Linked DNA regions of Mus musculus: all the other regions are linked to region 4. The links are chromatin contacts, called in public HiChIP or PLAC-seq and promoter capture Hi-C maps. All regions are on one chromosome and are shown on one strand. Each heading gives the region's core, a stretch centred on a gene start, on an enhancer-like site or on the middle of the called end of the contact. The rest is flanking DNA. Distances are from core to core; before and after follow the strand shown. Region 1 holds the start of Rbfox2 (RNA binding protein, fox-1 homolog (C. elegans) 2). Region 2 holds the start of Fbxl6 (F-box and leucine-rich repeat protein 6). Region 3 has its middle 8.4 kb from the start of Gm41353. Region 4 holds the start of Zfp7 (zinc finger protein 7).

The links. Promoter capture Hi-C pulls out the DNA fragments that hold promoters and counts their contacts. HiChIP or PLAC-seq counts read pairs in DNA pulled down with a chosen protein or histone mark.
Region 1: a FOXA1 HiChIP or PLAC-seq map of pancreatic cancer cells shows a contact between it and region 4. The contact joins the promoter of Rbfox2 here to the promoter of Zfp7 in region 4. A contact is called at or near these places in 1 of 39 promoter capture datasets (frontonasal cranial neural crest) and 1 of 115 datasets of contacts at active chromatin or transcription factors (pancreatic cancer cells).
Region 2: a promoter capture Hi-C map of pre-B cells shows a contact between it and region 4. The contact joins the promoter of Fbxl6 here to the promoter of Zfp7 in region 4. A contact is called at or near these places in 14 of 39 promoter capture datasets (the C10 cell line, the HPC-7 cell line, cranial neural crest and 10 more), 1 of 15 datasets of contacts at CTCF or cohesin (embryonic stem cells), 5 of 484 Hi-C or Micro-C datasets (CD4 T cells, the G1E-ER4 cell line and embryonic stem cells), 15 of 115 datasets of contacts at active chromatin or transcription factors (the 230-238 cell line, the SCID.adh cell line, bone marrow-derived macrophages and 6 more) and 3 of 9 other capture datasets (adipose tissue, liver and macrophages).
Region 3: an H3K4me3 HiChIP or PLAC-seq map of forebrain shows a contact between it and region 4, with 5 times the contacts expected there. The contact joins the enhancer-like site here to the promoter of Zfp7 in region 4. A contact is called at or near these places in 8 of 39 promoter capture datasets (the 3T3-L1 cell line, 3T3-L1-derived adipocytes, cranial neural crest and 5 more), 1 of 484 Hi-C or Micro-C datasets (the N1E-115 cell line) and 5 of 115 datasets of contacts at active chromatin or transcription factors (embryonic basal ganglia, embryonic forebrain, forebrain and 2 more).

The regions. Positions count from the first base shown.
Region 1 is chr15:77,305,609-77,308,308 of GRCm38.p6, forward strand. Rbfox2 (RNA binding protein, fox-1 homolog (C. elegans) 2) reads right to left here and starts at 1,445. Exons shown (of 14, transcript NM_053104.6): 1 at 756-1,445. The coding sequence starts at 935.
Region 2 is chr15:76,537,346-76,540,045 of GRCm38.p6, forward strand. It overlaps Fbxl6 (F-box and leucine-rich repeat protein 6), which reads right to left and starts at 1,401. Exons shown (of 9, transcript NM_013909.2): 1 at 980-1,401; 2 at 572-730; 3 at 378-441; 4 at 1-75. The coding sequence starts at 1,371. It overlaps Slc52a2 (solute carrier protein 52, member 2), which reads left to right and starts at 1,485. Exons shown (of 5, transcript NM_029643.4): 1 at 1,485-1,850; 2 at 2,038-2,257; 3 at 2,349-2,700. The coding sequence starts at 2,128.
Region 3 is chr15:77,366,323-77,369,022 of GRCm38.p6, forward strand. No RefSeq gene overlaps it. Among named protein-coding and RNA genes, the nearest start is that of Gm41353, 8.4 kb to the right of the region's middle. Within about 2 kb of position 1,374, at least 195 of the 459 cell types and tissues checked have an H3K27ac peak or open chromatin away from gene starts, as enhancers often do. A contact at or near this core is called in 3T3-L1-derived adipocytes, the N1E-115 cell line, embryonic forebrain and 4 more, where this site is marked.
Region 4 is chr15:76,877,984-76,880,683 of GRCm38.p6, forward strand. It overlaps Zfp7 (zinc finger protein 7), which reads left to right and starts at 1,270. Exons shown (of 5, transcript NM_145916.3): 1 at 1,270-1,370.

The DNA of each region.
Region 1 (2,700 bases), core at 195-2,694, 430 kb after region 4:
CTTCTTCAAACTAAGTACTAACCGCCTGTATCAATATCTTTGTCATTTCCCACCCTCAACAATCAAGCTAACACTGGAGGCCACAACTCAGAAACCAGTCTCCTAACAGCCCTATAAATTTTCTTTTCTACCTCAGGATACTAAGGAGTTTACTCCGCATCCTACGAACGTAGGATGCAATGGGTAAAGCACAGGCGGGATCTGCCTGGTGTCTCTCTCCAGACTTAATAACATGCTGCACAAAACTGAGACAGAGCATCACACTACCAAACTCCGCGGACTTCTCAAGACTGCTCGAGTAACTGATTGAACCCACAAGCTAAGCCACATCCCCTTTCGGGCTCGCTCTCTCTCCAGGAGTTGGCTGGCTTTTCAGTCTGTTCTCCACATGCCGTTCCCCCTTTCCTCATCCCAGTGTAAACCAAAAGGCGCCCTTCTTCTCCGGAGCTTTCCCACCACCAGCTTCCCTCGCTCTCAGCTCGGCCCAACAGCTCTCCTCTGGACAAATCGACCCAAGAACCCTCAACTTCTCAACAAACTGAGCACAGGCTTAAGAAATGGACTGCATCCCGATCCTGTTCAATCCCAACTCCAAAAGGAAAAAAAAAAAAATCCCACTCCCTCGCGCTGCCTCCGGGGCCCCTCCAGCCCCTGCACCCGGCCCCAAGCCCACTCTCCAGCCAGGCCCACCCGGCGCCCGGAGGCCCGAGCCCGCCGCGGCCCTCCGTAACCGGGCGCCCGTCCCGCGCGGTCACCTGCATCCCGCCGTCGGCCGCCTCCTCTGTGCGTGGCCGCTTGCTCAGGCCGGGCTCGGGTCCGTCTGCCCCCGCTCCGGGCACCGGCAACTCCACCTCCGACTCCCGCTTCATGCCCCGGGCGGCAGCGCCGGGCCCGAGCTGAGGCGGCTGCTGCTGCGCCTGGCCGCCTTCCGCCATCCGCCCGCGCCCCCTTCGCCACCGGGAGCCGGGCGACCCGCGACAGGCCACCTCCCCCTGGGCCTCGGTGCCGACAGTCGCGACAGGCGGGCGCGCGCCGGCCCCGCCCCCCGCGTGCGTGTGTGCGTGCGCGTCGGTCCGGAGCCCGGCTTCGGCTTCGGCTTCACTACCGCTCCGACTCAGGTTATGGCTCCGGCTTCGGCTTCGGCCCCGGCTCCGGCTTCTGCTCCGGCTTCGCGCCGGCCGCTCGCTCGCTCTCTCACTCGCACGCGCGTGCGCCGATCCCTCGGTCCCTTGGTCCTTCAGTCCCGCGCTCCCTCACCACTCGCCAGCCGTGCGGGGAAGGGGACGGCCTGGGCTCCCAGCTTGGGGAGGGCTGTTTATTTGGGAGGAGGAGGAGCGCGAGGCCGCAGCGAGCTGACTGGTCGGGATCCTCCGTCCCGCCACTGTGGCAGCGCCGGGAAGGCGGGGAGAGAGAAAGGAGAGAAGGAGGGAGGAACCTGGATGTGTGGGACTCGGGCCGCCCGCGCGAGAGGAGGCTGTAGTGAGGGGGCGTGGCTACGCCCCTCGGCAATCTCCGTCGCCTCCGCGCGGGCCGCCCGCGGGAGGCCGGGAAGGACTCGGAAAAGCTCGGGAAGCTCGGGGATGCTCTGGGAAGCATGGAGAGAGAAGGGGCCGCCTCTTTTAAGGCGGTGGCCGGGGGGCGGAGCTTGAAGGGCAGGAGTTCGGGGGAGCAACTTGGACTAGTTGCACTAGTGAGAAGTGATGACCTGATCTCTCTCATCTGGCTTCCTGGGATTTAGGGAAGCAGAGGGGCGCTCTGCGAGAGGAAGGTCCCTTTGCCTCCTTCCTCTCCAGCCCAAGACCTGGGAAGTCCAGGAGTGATGGCTCCCATATAAACTTTTCTGAGAAATGGTGCTATGAAGCGAATAATTGCATCTCTAATGATGTCAATATTTCTGATGTTGCCAGGCATGGCGGTGGTGCACACCTTTAGTCCTAGGAAGTAGGAAGCAAAGACAGGAGTATCTCTGAGTTCGAAGCCAACCTGGTCTATCTGCATAGTGAGTTCCAGGATAGCCCTACACAGAAAAACTGTCTCTAATAATAGTAATAAATAACGCCTGGTGTTTTTTTAAGAGCTTTACGTTTACATAGGGCATTTACGGAACCATTTTGAGCCTGACAGTAGAAAACATGGTTTTAATCCAATGGATGGACCTGAATTTGTTCAAGTCCTGAAGCAGAAATATGTGGCCAGTCAAGATGGCAATCTCTTGGTTTTACTCCTTGCTGCCTGAATAGCCCTTCCTAGCTTATCAGCTTTGTGCAGTTAGGTCTGTCCGGTAGGTTTTCTCCACCTGATTGTAAATAGAAACTGCTTCTGCCTCTCAGGGTTCCATACTGTGACATGGAAAGGGATATTGTGCAATAACCTAGCTTCTAGCCTTACCCTTGCTTGCTACTTTAAACAAGTGAGTTTTTCTCTTTGGATCCCAACTGCAGTATCTGAAATAATCCTTTGGATCAGTGGTTCCCAGCCAAGAAAAAGTTTCAGACCCTTTCAGCATCTCCCACTTCCGTATTTGTCATATGGTAAATTTTGTTCTTCACAAATGGAGACTATACTGGCATTTACTGAATAGAAGCTTTGAATGTTATTCAGAACTCTACAGTGCAGAGAACAATCCCTGCAAGAGAGACTTGTCCAAACCAGAATGCCAATAGTTCAGAGATTGAGAAACCCCAGGTCAGGTGATGTCTA
Region 2 (2,700 bases), core at 151-2,650, 340 kb before region 4:
CAGAGTTTCAGCAGTCACAGTGTGGCAGTCTGAAAGCTTGAGGAAGGTGAGCCGAGGGCAGAACTTGCTAACCAGCTGTAGCAAGAGATAGAGAGAGAGAGAGAGACCATCCAGGGTTGTGGAGGGCAGGTAAAGGTCTATCTACAGGGACACTGGTAGTCATGACAAGCCTATCCTATAGTCCCAGCTATGACTCCATTCTGTCCACGCCAGGCCTACATGGAAATTGCTGTCTCCTCCAGCAATTTCCTAAGATGTCAGCAAGACGAAACTGAGCAGGCAGGCAGACAACTCTGTGGTACACCACCAGGGCACCCTCCCCATAGTAGACCACTCAAACGTGACAGCTTGTGTGCAGGGCAGTCTCCAGCTCTTACCTCCAACACAGAGTGTACTTGAGACTTCCAGTGGATGAGGGTCAAGCTCTGGAGCTGAGAGAACCTGGGCGACAGCAAGGCCCGGCTGTAGTTGTGCTCTTGTCCTTACGCTGCCCCCTTCTGGACAGAATCCTCCCCTACTCAACGCGGATGCAGGGAAGACAACAGACAGTAAGATGACAAGGAGCCCTCACCGATTGGGTACGAGCCACTCCAGGCAAGCAAGGAGCTTCTTCTCTCCCTTAAGGTTGCCCTTGCCAGCCCGGCCAACCAGCGAGGGTGACAGGGTCACAGTATGCCAGAGTGAAGGATGGGAGGTGGCTTCGTGCCAGTGACGGCAAACGCGTGCAGCCCTAGGAGAAGAAAAAGTTTGCTGAGAGTGCGTGGCCTTTTGCGGGTAATGCCTACAATGGAGTGTTTTAGGAGCAGCGCAGCGGTCTTAAAGCCTGCCGTCGCCCGTTCTCAGTGCTAGGCTTTGAGCTCTAAGTGAAGACAGGTGCCGGAGCACTTGTGTTCGCCCGATGTGATGCCTGCTCTGCCCTCTGCTCTGCAGCACCCGCTCAGTGCGCCAGTCTCTACCGCGGCAGGCGCTGTTGGTGTACCTGCCAAGAAACGGCATGGGCCCATGAGCCGCAACCAACAACCCGAAAATATGCACCAGGACTTCTAAGGGAATACGGTCTCCCCAACCAGAGTCCAGGCCCTGATCGAGCGACGGCTCCGGTCGGGGTTTGGTCCTGGGCTTGGCGACAGCCGTGGGGCCACGAGCCAGTGACCTCGGAGCGCGGCGACGGGCGCGCCGGTGCGCACGAGCGCGGGGAGGCTCCAGGTCCGGCAGCACGAGCAACATGCTGTCCGCTTGCAGCAGGTGGTACCCAGAGCCGCGAGGTGCCAGGCGGTCCCACCACCAGTCCTCCGCCGAGCGGCCCCGCGCATCGGGCCGCTTGGAGCTTCGAACTCGACGTCTAACTCGCCTAGAGGCCACGGGAGCCATAGCCCCCGGGAGCTGAACTAAAAGCGGAAGGTGGGTGGGCAGAGAGGAAGGGGCGTGGCCCCTTAGCTCACTCCTTTACACTACACTTAGCTTCCGGGGGTGGGACTTCCGCCGCAGTCTAGCGCATTAGCCGGCGTCTTACTACAACCCTTTGGCTGGGGTTTGGCTGCCTTCCGGGCTAAGTGGCGTGCTCCCGGGGCTGGGCGGGCTGCTCCGGCCCCACGCCCCTGATGCACCGCACTCAGCCGAGGAGCCCAGAATCGAATCAAGTCAGCCAGCCACACCTCTTGCCGATCCACGCCGGCTGCCTGAAGTTAGCTGTCATCCAGTCTGGTTTAGCCGCGCCAAGACTTGGTCCTCCGCAAGCATCAAGGACTGGCTCTTTCGCTCATCTTCCTCCCCGGAACCATGCTTTAAGCCAGCTTCTCGCTCCCCCGCTTGCCAGTCTTGTACAGAAGGGTCCCGGTGCAGGCTCCATGGTAGGTGCAGCTCCTGATCTATCCGCCGCCTCCCTCCAGGTGCCTTGGTTTTGCAATCTGGCCACCTCAGACCCTGACTCTGCCCACTCGCATGTTTTTTTGTTTGTTTGTTTGTTTTGTTTTGGTTTGTTTTGGTTTGTTTTTTGTCTCCGTCCAGGTGAAAAAGCTTGACTCTTTTTTTCTCTAGAATAGTTAGAGAAGCTTTGGATCTACGTGGGAAAAGGGCGGACTGTTACCTTCGCTTTGTCCTGGAGGGCCCGCTTTGACCTTTGACCTAATGGCAGCACCTCCGCTGGGCCGACTGGTGCTGACCCATCTGCTGGTGGCCCTTTTCGGCATGGGCTCCTGGGCTGCTGTCAACGGGATCTGGGTAGAGCTGCCGGTAGTGGTGAAAGAGCTCCCGGAGGGTGAGTGAAGTGGGCGGAGGTAGGCTGCTGCTGTTGCTGCTCTTCGTTCCTTAGCCTGGTGCCTTTACACTATCTCCTCCTTCCACTGCAGGTTGGAGCCTCCCTTCCTACCTCTCTGTGCTTGTGGCGCTGGGAAACCTGGGTCTGCTGCTGGTGACTCTGTGGAGGCGTCTGGCTCGCGGCAAGGGCGAGCAAGTCCCCATCCGAGTGGTTCAGGGGCTAGGCATAGTGGGCACAGGCCTACTGGCCTCTCTGTGGAACCACGTGGCCCCAGTGGCAGGAAAGCCGTACTCAGTGGCCTTCCTAACGCTGGCGTTTGTGCTGGCATTGGCCTGCTGTGCTTCTAATGTCACTTTCCTGCCCTTCTTGAGCCACCTCCCACCCCCCTTTTTACGGTCTTTCTTCCTGGGTCAGGGCCTGAGTGCCCTCCTGCCCTGTGTGCT
Region 3 (2,700 bases), core at 124-2,623, 490 kb after region 4:
GCCCTGCACCCCTCCTGTGTCTTGGGCTTCTTGTGGCAATCAACAGGCACAGAGGATGAAGTGAGCTCAGATTGACCAGTGTTAGGAAACTTCATCTGGGACTGTCTGTAATCCCACTACTGTGGAGGTTGAAGCAGGAGGATTATGAACTCAAGACTAGTCTGGGCTACAGAATGAGTTCAAGACCAGCTTGGGCAATTTAGTCCGTCTTAAAATAGAGATGGGCATGGGCATGGGGAATGGTGGGGGGGAGAGAGAGAGAGAGAGAGGGAGGGAGGGAGAGAGAGAGAGAGAGAGAGAGAGAGAGAGAGAGAGAGAGAGAAAGACTGAAGACAGTTTAGTGAATTCCTGTCTCCAGCCCAGTGCAGAAACCCTTTGGTGTTTGATCCTGCCGCAGACACTGGCCTTGGAGCTTGGGGAGGCTCTCCCTGTGTCTCCCGGTAGCAGTATCGTTGGCTCCAAGAAGCCATGTGGTAACCAGTTTAAACATTCGGCCAGCTCCTCCTCCACCCGCCTTCTGCCAGATGCTAATGGAAAACTGAACCAGGCATCTAGGGGTGGGGGTGGGGTGGAAGCCGGGAGGAATTGGGAAGAACGAGCCAAGAAGCTTGAAGTCCTTGACACAGAAGAGGAAGGCTTTGACTGATGTGTGAGAGCGTTAGGAGGAGGCCACAGCTCCAGAGCTCAGACGCCTTGCCTGGACAGTGAATGCAGCCACCCAGCTGGCCCAGAGGCGGGCAGTTCCCGTCCTGTGGGAGGACGTGACAAAGTCAGTACCAGAGGGAGCAATGTCGGATTTCTCAACTAGTACACTGGAATGAGGAGGAAGCCCTCCGAAAGGCTCAGGTTTATGCCTGCCTGCTCAACTCATCTTTCTAATACGTCTACTGCGTCTCCTAGCCATGGGCCATGGCTCTAAGACCCCTTACGGGTAACCGAATCTCTCCCTAGCAAACAAGAAAACCAACAAGGAAATCCTCAGAGGGAGAAGGCTGTGGAGCGAAGGCCCGGAGGGAGGCTCAGCCCTGCCGCGCAGATTCCTGGTCCCTCTGGGGACCGGCTTCATCCAAAGCATCTTTTAAAAAGTGTGTGGGCGCCCTCGTGTGGACGTTCTGTTAATACTACAAGCTTGCTTTCTAGCTCTTTTTTTGTTTTTGTTTTTGTTTTTGTTTTTGTTTTTTTGTTTTTTTTTTGAGACAGGGCTTTTCTGTGTGGCGCTGGCTGTCCTGGAACTCAACTCGAGACCAGGCTGGCCTCGAACTCAGAAATTCCCCTGCCTCTGCCTCCCTCAGCCTCCCAAGTGCTGGGATCAAAGGCGTGCGCCACCACCGCCCGGCCTCTAGTTCATTTTATTCCAGCTCAAAACTGTGATTTCCAAGCTTGGTAAGCAGAACCTTTCCGGGGGGTGGGGCCTAGCTGGCAGAGGCAAGTCACCTGGGTGGACCTTTGGAGGCAGAAGTGCCATTGGCACTAGGCAAGTGTGTGGTGCACAGATATATATCTAGGCAAAACACCCATGCATATAAAATGAAATTAAGTAGAAAAGCCAGGCATGATGATGCATGCCTACAATCCTGCACTCAGGAGGCAGAGGCAGAAGCAGAGGCAGGCAGAGCTCTGTGGGTTCGAGGCCAGCCTGGTCTACATAGTGCGTTCCAGGACAGCCAGGGGTGTTAGACAGAAACCCTGTCTCAAACCAAACCAAACCAAACCAACCAACCAACCAACCAAACAAACAAAAAACAAAAAAAAGAAGAAATTAAAAATTTTTTCAATAGGGAGGGATATCTGAGGGAATTTGTTGAATTCCACCCAAATCTGAACAAAAAAAAAATCTAAGGGCTCTTTGGATGTGTAGCCTTTGCTAGAGGAAATACTACTCAAGGAACATATGGGCCTAGGCTCTTTTCGTGCAGCCAGACGACTAAGACTGGAAAGGAAACCAGTGCTCCTCCCACTAACCAGGAGGAAAAAAAATGCAGACTAGAAAGGCCAGAGACGCCAGAGAAGCACTGTTGGAGCGCCCCCGTGTGGACACGACGTGCGTGAGCGGCATCCAAGGTTGATCAACAAGGGAAGGGCATACTGTGGTTGTGGCTGGCCTCAGCTGACAGTGTTTGCTCCGGCAGCCGTGGCTCTGACTGCTGAGAACGGGCCCTGCAGCTGGCAACCAAAGGCAGGCCATCTCCCCGTGACTCCAAAAGCCACACAGACTTTGTATGAATTGGAAAGGGAATGGGGAGAAAATGAGATGGAGCAAGAACGAGGAAGAAAAACGGCAAGAGGAAGAAGCAGGCAAAGAAGAAACGAAGGGGGTGGGGGTTGGGAAGAGGAGAAAATGCCTTGAGGGAGTTGGTTCCTAGGGACTTCTGCCACTTCTGTTCTTGCCTGGGCAAAGAATAAATGAATAAGCAGGAACCCCGCTGAATAGGATGAGGGCAGGTCCACTTAAGGGTCAGGAATCAGATAGCAGGGATCAGGGATCAGGACCGGAGAAGGACTATGAAGGGAGCTTGGACAAGGATGCTTGTGGTCTGTCTATCTTGGTCCCGCTACAGCTGACCTTTGCCCACACCTGAGCACAGGCCCTCCAAGCAAAGTCAATCCTCTGCTTAGCGACAGGTAAAGAACGCACCTGTGTTCACTCCAGCCAGACGTGCGTGAACACCACCCTCTGTCCCAGCGGGGCCTGAGGTGACA
Region 4 (2,700 bases), core at 20-2,519:
ACATATACCACACACACACACACACACACACACAAATAGCACATACACAGCATAGACATTTACACATACATGCACAAACCACAAACATACACACACTCAAGGCACAGACACACACACACACACGCATGTGAATGTGCATACACACTCTCTCCTTTCTCATAGCTCCCTCTTTGCCACTTTCCAAGGACTATATCCTCTCCCCTCACACCCGCTCAGTAGTGCAGATACAATAGGCCCTCTATCCTCCTTGAAACATTTTCTTTATCACCAGTGACTCCATCCTTCACTTAGTTCTGCCAACCTCCCTCTCTCTATGCTAGTGTTTCCTTGTTACTAGAATCTAAAGGCCTAGGCTCTCTGACAGTTGAAGAACATGTTAGGGCAAGGAGAATTGACAGGAAAAAAATCAGGTTTATTCAGTAGCTGGCATTCTTTTTTTTTTTTTTTTTTCTTCGAGACAGGGTTTCTCTGTGTAGCCCTGGCTGTCCTGGAACTCACTCTGTAGACCAGGCTGGCCTCGAACTCAGAAATCCGCTTGCCTCTCCCTCCCAAGTGCTGGGATCAAAGGCATGTGCCACCACTGCCCGGCTAGTAGCTGGCATTCTTGAGAAGTTAAGATGTACTTTCTCCTCAAGACTCTTTTTTTTGTTTGTTTGTTTGTTTTTTCGAGACAGGGTTTCTCTGTGTAGCCCTGGCTGTCCTGGAATTCACTTTGTAGACCAGGCTGGCCTCAAACTCAGAAATCCTCCTGCCTCTGCCTCCCAGGTGCTGGGATTAAAGGCGTACGCCACCACCGCCCAGCTTTTTTTTTTTTTTTTTTTTTGGTTTCTTGAGACAGGGTTTCTCTGTGTAGCCCTGGCTGTCCTGGAACTCACTTTGTAGACCAGGCTGGCCTCGAACCCATAAATCCACCTGCCTCTGCCTCCTGAGTGCTGGGATTAAAGGTGTGCGCCACCACACCCGGCTTCTCCTCAAGACTCTTATCATTAAGGTTCAGGGACCCAAAGGGATTTTTGGTAAGGGAAAGCCTTTGGTAAAGCTTTTTGGGGTTGGTAGTGAGACTGTGGTTGGGTAGGCTCTTTCTCATCAGAAATGCATCCTCTGGCCCCGCCTCCTGGTCGTGCCTGGCCTTCGGTGACCTTCAGCCACACTTCCCGGCCCTGCCTCTCAGTCTCTAGCCCAGCCCTTTATGGGCCGTGACAACTTCTGGCCCCGCCCCCACCCCTGTAACCTGGCGGGGGGCGGAGTTAGAGAACAAACGGGGCGCGCTGGCCAGCGAGCGGAAGTCGCCCGGGTGGGGCACAGTGGGATAAGCTTGCAAAGCCCTTTCCGGTGGCTCTCTTGTTGGGATCCACCACGCGCCGGGGCAGGTGAGTAGGCGCAGTCGCTTTCCTTGTTTTTAGGGCAAGGGACACTTGGCTTTTACTCCCCAAAAGGATGGAAGGCGTGGGCGGCTCGGTGCTGTTGTGAATGCCTGGCCGAAGACGTGATCCCAGCGGAGTAGAATAGCCGAGCATCCCAGCTCTTCTAGCCTGCTCCCGGGCTCCAGTGTTGAACCTGAGCAAGGCTGCTTCCCTCCAGGCCTGGGGCTGGGTGCAACCTCCCTCATTCCTCGTGAGTAATCACTTTCTGGGACTATCTCTTCTCTCATTTCTGCACCTGAATGACCTGGAGTCGGTCACGCCTGCGGACTCAGAAGGCATCTCAGGATTTGCTCTTCTGTATCTGAGACCGCGATTTCCCATTGGTAGTCCAAATGCTGGGGTCTGAGAGGAGAATTCTTTTCTAGTGTTCACTGCTAATTGGCCAGTCTAGCCAGTGGCCAGATACCTGGGCCAAAAGCTACCTGGGAAAGTAGCTTCCTCTCTCCCATTTTGACCTGAAGGTGGGTGTTTGTGTGTGCAAGGAGGGGCCCAAGGGCTTTGGTTTAGCAGAAGGGGACTTCTCGAATCCTTTTTTGTCGTCATCCTTGTGACTTAGGGCAGCTGTAGCTCGTTCTGGAATTTAGGTACAGGTGAACAGGGATTGTTTTCCTTCTGAAGGCCTTTTTTTCTTTTTCCTGGACCTGACTGCTACTGCCTCCAGTTAACTCTTCCTTATCTTCTCTCCTTTGGCTCACACACTGGCTCACTTGGTCCCATTTTCAGATCCTGAAGTGCGTTTCCTACCTCAGCCACCAGCTTGGCCTAGGTCCCTGGGGGAAGGCATCCTTTAAACTTTACCAGCGTTTCTCATTTAAACACTTTACTAGTCCCCCCGTACTTCAGCACTGTTGTTGATGTGATCTTAGTTGTCCTTTCTACTAGATGTCCCATGAAGTCTCCCTCGTTGTTCAGTTGAATGTGTGGCCTATGGCAGCCATTTATTTATTTATTCATTCATTCATTCATTTATTTTTTGGTTTATCGAGACAGGATTTCTCTGAGTAGCATTAACTGTCCTGGAACTCATTCTGTAGATTAGGCTGGCTTCGAACTCAGAGACTAAAGGTGTGTTTTATACACACACACACACAACACACACACACACACACCTGCCGCAGCTGTACATCATGGCTCCAGCCCTTACTCCCACACAACACAGACAAGAAGGCTCAGGAGCTGATATTCAAATATCAGCCTTTGCCCAGTCTGGTGTGTCTGTGCGTCTGGCTTGGGTGGTAAAGAAGCAGTGGGGTACAGAGCCCCTCCAGTCACCCTG